Linked DNA regions of Mus musculus: region 2 is linked to region 1. The links are chromatin contacts, called in public Hi-C maps. All regions are on one chromosome and are shown on one strand. Each heading gives the region's core, a stretch centred on a gene start, on an enhancer-like site or on the middle of the called end of the contact. The rest is flanking DNA. Distances are from core to core; before and after follow the strand shown.

Evidence for each region. A called contact is a pair of places that touch in the nucleus more often than the background predicts.
Region 2: a contact with region 1 is called in a Hi-C map of muscle stem cells, with 2.0 times the contacts expected there. The contact joins two enhancer-like sites. A contact is called at or near these places in 10 of 39 promoter capture datasets (the 3T3-L1 cell line, 3T3-L1-derived adipocytes, the C10 cell line and 5 more), 6 of 484 Hi-C or Micro-C datasets (bone marrow-derived macrophages, granulocyte-monocyte progenitors, liver and 3 more), 7 of 115 datasets of contacts at active chromatin or transcription factors (acute myeloid leukemia, bone marrow-derived macrophages, double positive thymocytes and 3 more) and 1 of 9 other capture datasets (liver).

Annotation. Positions count from the first base shown.
Region 1 is chr13:37,617,933-37,621,701 of GRCm38.p6, reverse strand. The region is part of intron 3 of Gm40915 (a long non-coding RNA gene); the gene reads left to right. Among named protein-coding and RNA genes, the nearest start is that of Gm40915, 7.8 kb to the left of the region's middle. Within about 2 kb of position 1,756, at least 179 of the 459 cell types and tissues checked have an H3K27ac peak or open chromatin away from gene starts, as enhancers often do. A contact at or near this core is called in acute myeloid leukemia, bone marrow-derived macrophages, granulocyte-monocyte progenitors and 1 more, where this site is marked.
Region 2 is chr13:37,782,777-37,786,506 of GRCm38.p6, reverse strand. It overlaps a transcript of Rreb1 not described here. Among named protein-coding and RNA genes, the nearest start is that of Gm46411, 15 kb to the left of the region's middle. Within about 2 kb of position 2,071, at least 82 of the 459 cell types and tissues checked have an H3K27ac peak or open chromatin away from gene starts, as enhancers often do. A contact at or near this core is called in acute myeloid leukemia, bone marrow-derived macrophages, granulocyte-monocyte progenitors and 1 more, where this site is marked.

The DNA of each region.
Region 1 (3,769 bases), core at 507-3,006:
GTGTGAGAGGACCTAACAAGAGGATGGGCCTGTGTAGCCCAAGGAAGAGAACTGTTTGTGACCTGGTATGCCATCAAAGCATGGCTGGCTCATAAAGTCTAAGTCTGAGTGACTCAAGCTTATTGCCTATTATATTTAGATGCCCAGAATGGTACCCTGTCACTCCTGTCCTCACACAGCAGCTGCGTGCTGGCCTTGGGCTACGTCTTTCTCATGTAGTGTCCTGGCTGACTTAGCAGGAGTATGCTGGCTAGAGTACTTTCACAAAGCGTGCCCACCGTGCACTATCTGCAAAGTATCAGCCTGCACTGTCAAAAGATCACACTTTGATGCTCTGAGGTCAGCCTGGTGACTTTGAAACCGTCCCATCCAATACCACTCCAGCTTTGCTGATGGTCAAACCGGTTCCCATCACCCATCACCATCTTTTTTTGTTTTTTGGTTTTTTTTTGGTTTTTCGAGACAGGGTTTCTCTGTATAGCCCTGGCTGTCCTGGAACTAACTTTGTAGACCAGGCTGGCCTGGAACTCAGAAATCCGCCTGCCTCTGCCTCCCAAGTGCTGGGATTAAAGGCGTGCGCCACCACGCCCGGCTCACCCATCACCATGTTGACCATTCTGGAAGTTTCTATGTACGAACAGGAAACATATAATCCAGGTGGAAGAGAGGGAGGGGCCACAGTTCCAGGAGCTCAGTTTTCTTCCTGTTTCCTGATTTTGGATGAGTTACCAAAAGCCAGTGGAAGGCATCTGCAACTCTTTTTAATGATATAGAAACCAGGCTAGGCCCTGCCACCTCTATAGCACATGGTGACCTACTGTGGTCAAATGTGGAATATTGCAGAAAGAGCTCAGGGCTTGGTCCATCTAGTCCCAAACCAGTGCAGACTCAGCAGAAGCGAGTAGGAGATTAGAACTGGAGTGACCTGGGTTTGCTGGCGGCGGGGTGGGGGTAGGGAGAGGAAAGGGTAAATTTTCGAATTTTCTAAGATGCTGGGTCAGCTCCCAGCCTATCTGGGATGTAGCCTGCAGAGAAGGCTGGGTGATGAAGGAGGCCATCTGGCTGTCAGGCTAGTATAGACATGGGGTGACCTTGGGTCTGTCTGCTTGTCAGCCTGGAGGAAAAGGAGGGGGAAGAGGAGGAGGAAGAGGAAGAAGAGGGGAAGGCCAAAGAGCCATTGGCCAATGAGGGCTATGTGTGTGAAAAGGGACTTTGGGGTTGGATTTGTCTGTCACGAAGGCAGGGCTCCCTTTGTTCTGTGCTGTGCAGATCCAAGGTGAGCAGCCAGCCGGCCTCACTCCTCCTGTGGGTGTATTTTAAGCTCTCAGAGCGCTGGTACTCTGTACCCTTGTGGACTTACTGTCTGCGTGGGAGCCTGGGCTCCTCTTGCTTCCCCACAAGGCAAGGTCACTCCAGGCTGGTGGTTTGTGCAATCCTGAAGTTTGACTGTGGGACAAAAGTCACAAGTCCTCTAGTAGCTCTCATGATACCTGCTCTGAAAAGTCCCTAGCTGGTGGAGACTGGTGCCATCCTGTCCAGTCCTCAGCTGTCAGCTCAGTGTGGGGGGGGACACACACAGGACTGTCTGTCATCCGGCCAGGCTGTGGCCACAGCTGTGGTACTGGAGGGCTCCTGAGGTGGGAACCTGTACAGGGTGGCACAAAGCACGAAGCATCGGCTCAGACCTCCTGGCAGGAGCCTGTGAGTCTCTCTGCTCACTTGCATAACACTTCCTGTGTGTGTTTCCTCAGTCTCAGCAACGGTCAGGTCAGCAAGTGACCTTTAAAACCACTGAGAAGCCGCCACTTTCGGAGGCCAGGCTGTCACAGAGCCACCCCTTCCTGCCACCCTTCTTCCTGCTAGGGCAGCTGCACACTAGAGGGCCGATGAAAGAAAAAAACAAAACAAAACAAAACAAAACAAAACAAAACAAAACAAAACAAAACAAAACTTAAAGTTTTAGGCCAAACATGGTGATCCTAACCTGAAATCCTGGCATCAGGGGACAGGGAGGAAGAGAAGGAGGAGGAGGAGAAGAAGGAGGAGGAGGAGGAAGAGGAGGAGGAGGAAGAGGAAGAGGAGGAAGAGGAAGAGGAAGAGGGGGAAGAAGAGGAGGAGGAAGAGGAGGAGGAGGAAGAGGAGGAGGCATTTGAAGCCAGCCTAGGCCACAGAGGAAGCTGTCTTTAAAAAAAGCAGTATTTGTGTGTGTGTGTATGTGTGTGTGTGTGTGTGCACGTGCGTGTGTGTGTGTGTTGTGTGTGTATGTGTTGTGTGAGTATGTGAATGAGCGAATGTATGTTGTATGTATATGTGAGTGTGCATGAGTGAGTGTATGTTGTGTGTGTGTGACACTCTCTATCCATTCATCCATCAGCAGGTACCTAGGCTGACTGCATCTATAGTTCAGCTCCCTTGAATTGTGCATTTGTGTGATTGCACACGTGAAAGTCAGAGGACAACCCCAGGTGTCCTGTCACACCTACACCTCAAGAGTTGCTTACCTTGATTTTTTTGTTTTTGTTTTAGGTTTTGTTGTTGTTGTGTTTATTTGTTTTTGTGTTTTAACACGGGGTCTTGCTATGGAGCTTTGGCTGGCTTGGAACTTGCTGTATGAAGCAGGCTGGTCTAGAATTCAGAGATCTGCCTGCAGGTGCTTCCCAAGTGCTGGGGTTACAGGCGTAAACCAGTATGCCTGGCTGCTTCCCTTGTGTTTAGATATAAGCTCTTCCCTGGATCCAGGGTCTCCCTGACTCTACTGATCAGAATGGCCGGCCAGTGAGCTGCAGGCTACACCCCTCTCCTTGTGCAATGCACTGGAATCACAGGTGCATAGAGTAATACCCGTTTTATTTTTATTTTTAAGGTTTCTTTTTTTTACTTTCGAGTGTCTCTCTTGTGTCTCTCATAGTGTCCACAGATGCCAGAAGGCAGCCTTGGATCCACTGAAGCCGGAGTTACAGGCGGTAGTGAGGCCTCTGGCGTGGGTTTTGGGAACTGAACTCAGGTCCTCTGGAAGAGCAGCAGGCTCTCTAACCTCAGAGCCCTTTCTTCAGGCCCCATGCTCAGCTTTGATTTGATGTGGGTGCTGGGGATCAAATCTGGGTCTTCATGCTTAGGAGGAAACGGTTTACCGTCCGAACCATCGGCCTAGGCCCATGTGCATTTTATTTTTATTTGCTCATTTTTAATCTTTTAAAATCACATTTATTCATTCATTGCATGTGTGTATATGACTCGTGCATGTGAGAAGGACAGAGGGCAACCTGTAGGGACCAGTTCTCACCTTCTACTATGTGGGCACCCGGACCGGGAATCGAACTCGTGTTCTCAGGCTTGCCTGCAAAGCCTTTCTACCCACTAAGCTGTATCAAGCACCCCACTCACTCACTTTTGAATTTCACTTTCCCCTCTCTATTTTAAAATTCATTATATTATTGTTCACTTTAAAATTTTACATACATTTGAGCCTTATTTTTTTTTCTATTCCAAGAAAATTATTTTTATTTATTTAGAACCTACTGAGCATTTGGCTGCCAACTGGACAATTTCAATTTCCACGACTTCTATGCTATTATTTAATATTTTATTCTGCATCATTTTAAAATTTTACTTTATTGTAGTGTGTTTACATGAAAATAATGGTAACTTTTAAAAAATGTATCTTATATTTCATCCCAGTGGCCATATGCCACTTTCGGCTCCGTGAAGACCCGGGATTTCTATTTTCCAGTTTCACATCACTCATCCAGAGATGCAAAGGCTTTGCAGC
Region 2 (3,730 bases), core at 822-3,321, 160 kb before region 1:
TTACTCTGGCAGTCCTGTTGAAACCCATAACTATCATGCACCGAGAAAGGCAAACATTATATAAATGCAGTATGAAATGGTCAACACACCCCATCAGGTACATGGTGGGATTGTCTAGTATCTGTGAAATCCCTGGTTTCACACCTAGCACCACTAAATGTATAGGTATACATACATGGACACACTTACACAAATGTATATGCATATACATATAAATGTATACATATATGTGTGTGTGTGTGAGACACACACATACACACTACACATAATAACAGAGACTCCCAAGTTAGTCCTTTAAAAAGCTGTTTATGCCTTCTGTCCTTACATATAGCTCAGTTGGCAGAGTGCTTGTCTATCACATGTCTATCATATCATATGTCTTTCAAACAATGCCCAGCTCTGCAGCTCCCCAATATTTTGGTACACACTTCTGACCCTAGCACTCAGGAGGCAGAGGTAGGAGGAGCCAATGTTCAAGGTAACCATATAAATGAGATAATTTCAAGTTGAGAGATGGCTGGGAGGAATGAAACCCATCTGAAGTCCTATGTTTCTACACTATTATAGTATAGAGGATTTAGAAAGAGATGCTACATCTGTTTCTAAACTGGTTCTACTAAGTCAAACTTGGGTAGAAAGGAACCAGGATTGTGAGGATGCAGGTACACATCCCCACCAAAGCTCTTGGTCCCAAGCTCTTGGTGACACTGTATATTATCTATGCCTGATTTGGATGCTATCAGAAAGAAAGAAAGAAAGAAAGAAAGAAAGAAAGAAAGAAAGAAAGAAAGAAAGAAAGAAAGAAAGAAAGAAAGAGAGAAAGAGAGAAAGAGAGAGAGAGAGAGAGAGAGAGAGAGAGAAAGAGAGAAAGAAAAGAAAAAAGAAAAGAAGAAAGAAAGAGAGAAAATCTATTGCTAATCCAAACTCATCAGGAAATCCTGGCTTTGTAAAGTGGAGTCCTCTGAATTTAGAGACGTGAATACGGCAGATATTATTTGAAGTGTTCTGTTTTAGTTCCAACACTGATATTGTTCAAAAATTCTCTTCTCTGGGCCTTCTAACATGCTAGGTTTAAAAAGCTGCCAAACTGGTTTTAACACATCTTTTTAAGGCTGATAAACAAAAGGCAGTTTTGAGTAAAATCAGCCAATTCCATGAGTTTCGTAAGTCCAGCAGTACATTGAGGTGGACAGGCATGGAATAAACTATACACGCCGCCAGCTACCACAGCTGTGGGAGGGCATTTCTCCTTTGGAGAAATACAAACCAAAAACTTCTTTAGACCTGAAGCTGACCTGTTGGAAGGATGGCCTTCGAATCTGTTTTGTGGGCATCATGGATTGCGGCTATGGGAAAACAGTAAGTAATTATGAAAATAGTCTGGCATTTAAAAATGTGCTATTGGGCTGGAGAGATCGATTAGTGGTTAAGAGTGCTTACTGGTCTCCCAGAGAAGCAGAGATCCATTCGGCTCATAACTACCTGTAACTCTAGCTCCAGGGGACCTGATATCTCTAGCCTCCACGGGTACCCAGACTCATGTGCACACAGCAAAGCCCTACATACACAGAGCAGGGTGGAGTGTGAGGTGACAATTCTGCCACTTACAACCCTCACTGTCTGTTTTAAACAGGAGCTTTCGTCTGCTCCCTCACCAGGCATGCCACACTGTAGACACCAGAGCTGTTCTCTTTATACTGTATAAACAAAAGAAGAGCCAGCGATCAGTTTGTAGTTGGATAATGGCTACTGGCCTGATTGAAAGTTAGCTGTGACAAAATGTCTGACTGGTGTTCAGCAGAGCACACATTTCTTTTGTGACAATAAGAAATAGACTTGTCTGTAGGAGGTTATTTCTCACACCCACGGCCATCGCCTTTTAGAATCTTTCTCCAAACTTCTGGCAATGTATCTCTGCCTTTAAGCTGGTGCTTACAGCCTGTGGCTTGCCTCACCTCACCTTAGACAGACAGAGCTGCCTTGAGACATCAGCCAAACAGTCTACTCCCGAGGATACTGCCAATTGCCACACCCTAGGTCTGTGAATCCAAGGGTACAGGAAGTGGTCTGCCCAAGCTGGGCTATTGCATCATTCCCACCGGCTTCCATGTACACAGTTTGAGTCACTCCCTACCACACCGGACTCAGAAACGCCACCTCCTTCCAACTCAGCCGGACAGAGGTCTTGAGGCACACATCCCATCCTCTCTTCCAGACCACTGCTAAATTTGGAAGGCGGCAGGTCACTGGGATAAAAACAACTCTGAGCGCTGTCTGTCACGGGCTGTCCATTCAATGCCCAAACGGAGGACACGTTTGAGATGTACGCATGGAAAGCTAGAACTTTCTTGGTCTCCTTAGGAGAGTCACAAGACCCTTGGGGATATCTCCAGCTGTACCGTAAACTGGCAAAGATGGAAGTTATTCCAAGGGACCCACACCAGGATGTCCTAAAAGGGCATCTGAAAGCATGGACTGCTGATCTTGGGATGATTTGATGCTGCACCAAGGGGTGGGGCTCCTTAATCTGATGAGGCAGGTTAGAAGCCACTGAGCTCAAGCACTTTGGTTAGAACAGTGCTGAGCCATCATTTGGGCTCTGCGAAAAAGCCCCAGAAATGACTAATTTGTGGTCTATGAGGAGGGAGATTTTCCAGATTGTACTGAGGCACATTTTAACTGAGAACGCTCCCCTAACACTGGTCTTCTGCCAACTGGTTCGAACTCAGGTGCTTGGTTACACCTGGGACGTGCCATTACTTCCAGTGAGTGATGCACAGGCCCGTGAGTCACCCATTCCCCTAAATCGCTTACACCCAGGTTCTAACATGACCTCGGACACAACTTTCTCAAAAGAACATTTGTCAGTTTGCCTCGAACGCAGGCTTCCTGTGGATCATCCTACCACTCAAAGCATCTGGAGATACAGCATCAGGTACCGTGACTTTTGAGTCCTGCCCATAACCTTCCATAAAAGACAGTCATTTTCTGTTTTAATATTATTTATGTGTGTGCATGTGTGTGTGTGTGGGGGGGGGGTTGCCTGTGGAGGCCAGAAGAGAGTATCAGATCCCCTGGGGCTGAAATTATGCACAGTTGTATGCTACCCAGTATGGATGCTGGGACCCATACCCAGGTCCTCTGAGAGCAGGAAGCACTCTTAGCCAAGGAGCCATTTCTCCAGCCCCTCTTTTATCTTTATAAAAATCATTTTGTGAGGGTCTTGCATACTCTAAGCAAGTACCCCAGTGAGTTACATCCCCACTCCTGTTTCCTTTAACAAAAGTATTGTCCCCTTGGGTCCCTGCCATCACCACTCATGGTCCTTCAACTCCTACTGCCACCCAAGGCTGATCTCCTCCAAATCTAACTTTGATCTCCTATAGCCTACCAGGGCCCACTCCAGACCACTGCAATAACATGAGCAGAATAAAAAAGTGAGCCACACAGAATTCCTTGGGTTTCCCTCTGCACATTCGGCTATGTTTAATGTGCTGGAGTCTATTAAGTATGCAACATCATGTCACACACACACACACATACACACACACACACACACACACACAGAGAGAGAGAGAGAGAGAGAGAGAGAGAGAGAGAGTTTCTCTGCGTAGTCCTTCCTGTTTGGGGGGCTCTAAGGGCATGCACCACTACCAGGCCATACATCTATTTTATGGCTAAAACTTGCTAACAGTTATCTGAGCTGTTGAAAAATGGACTTGTTTGATTC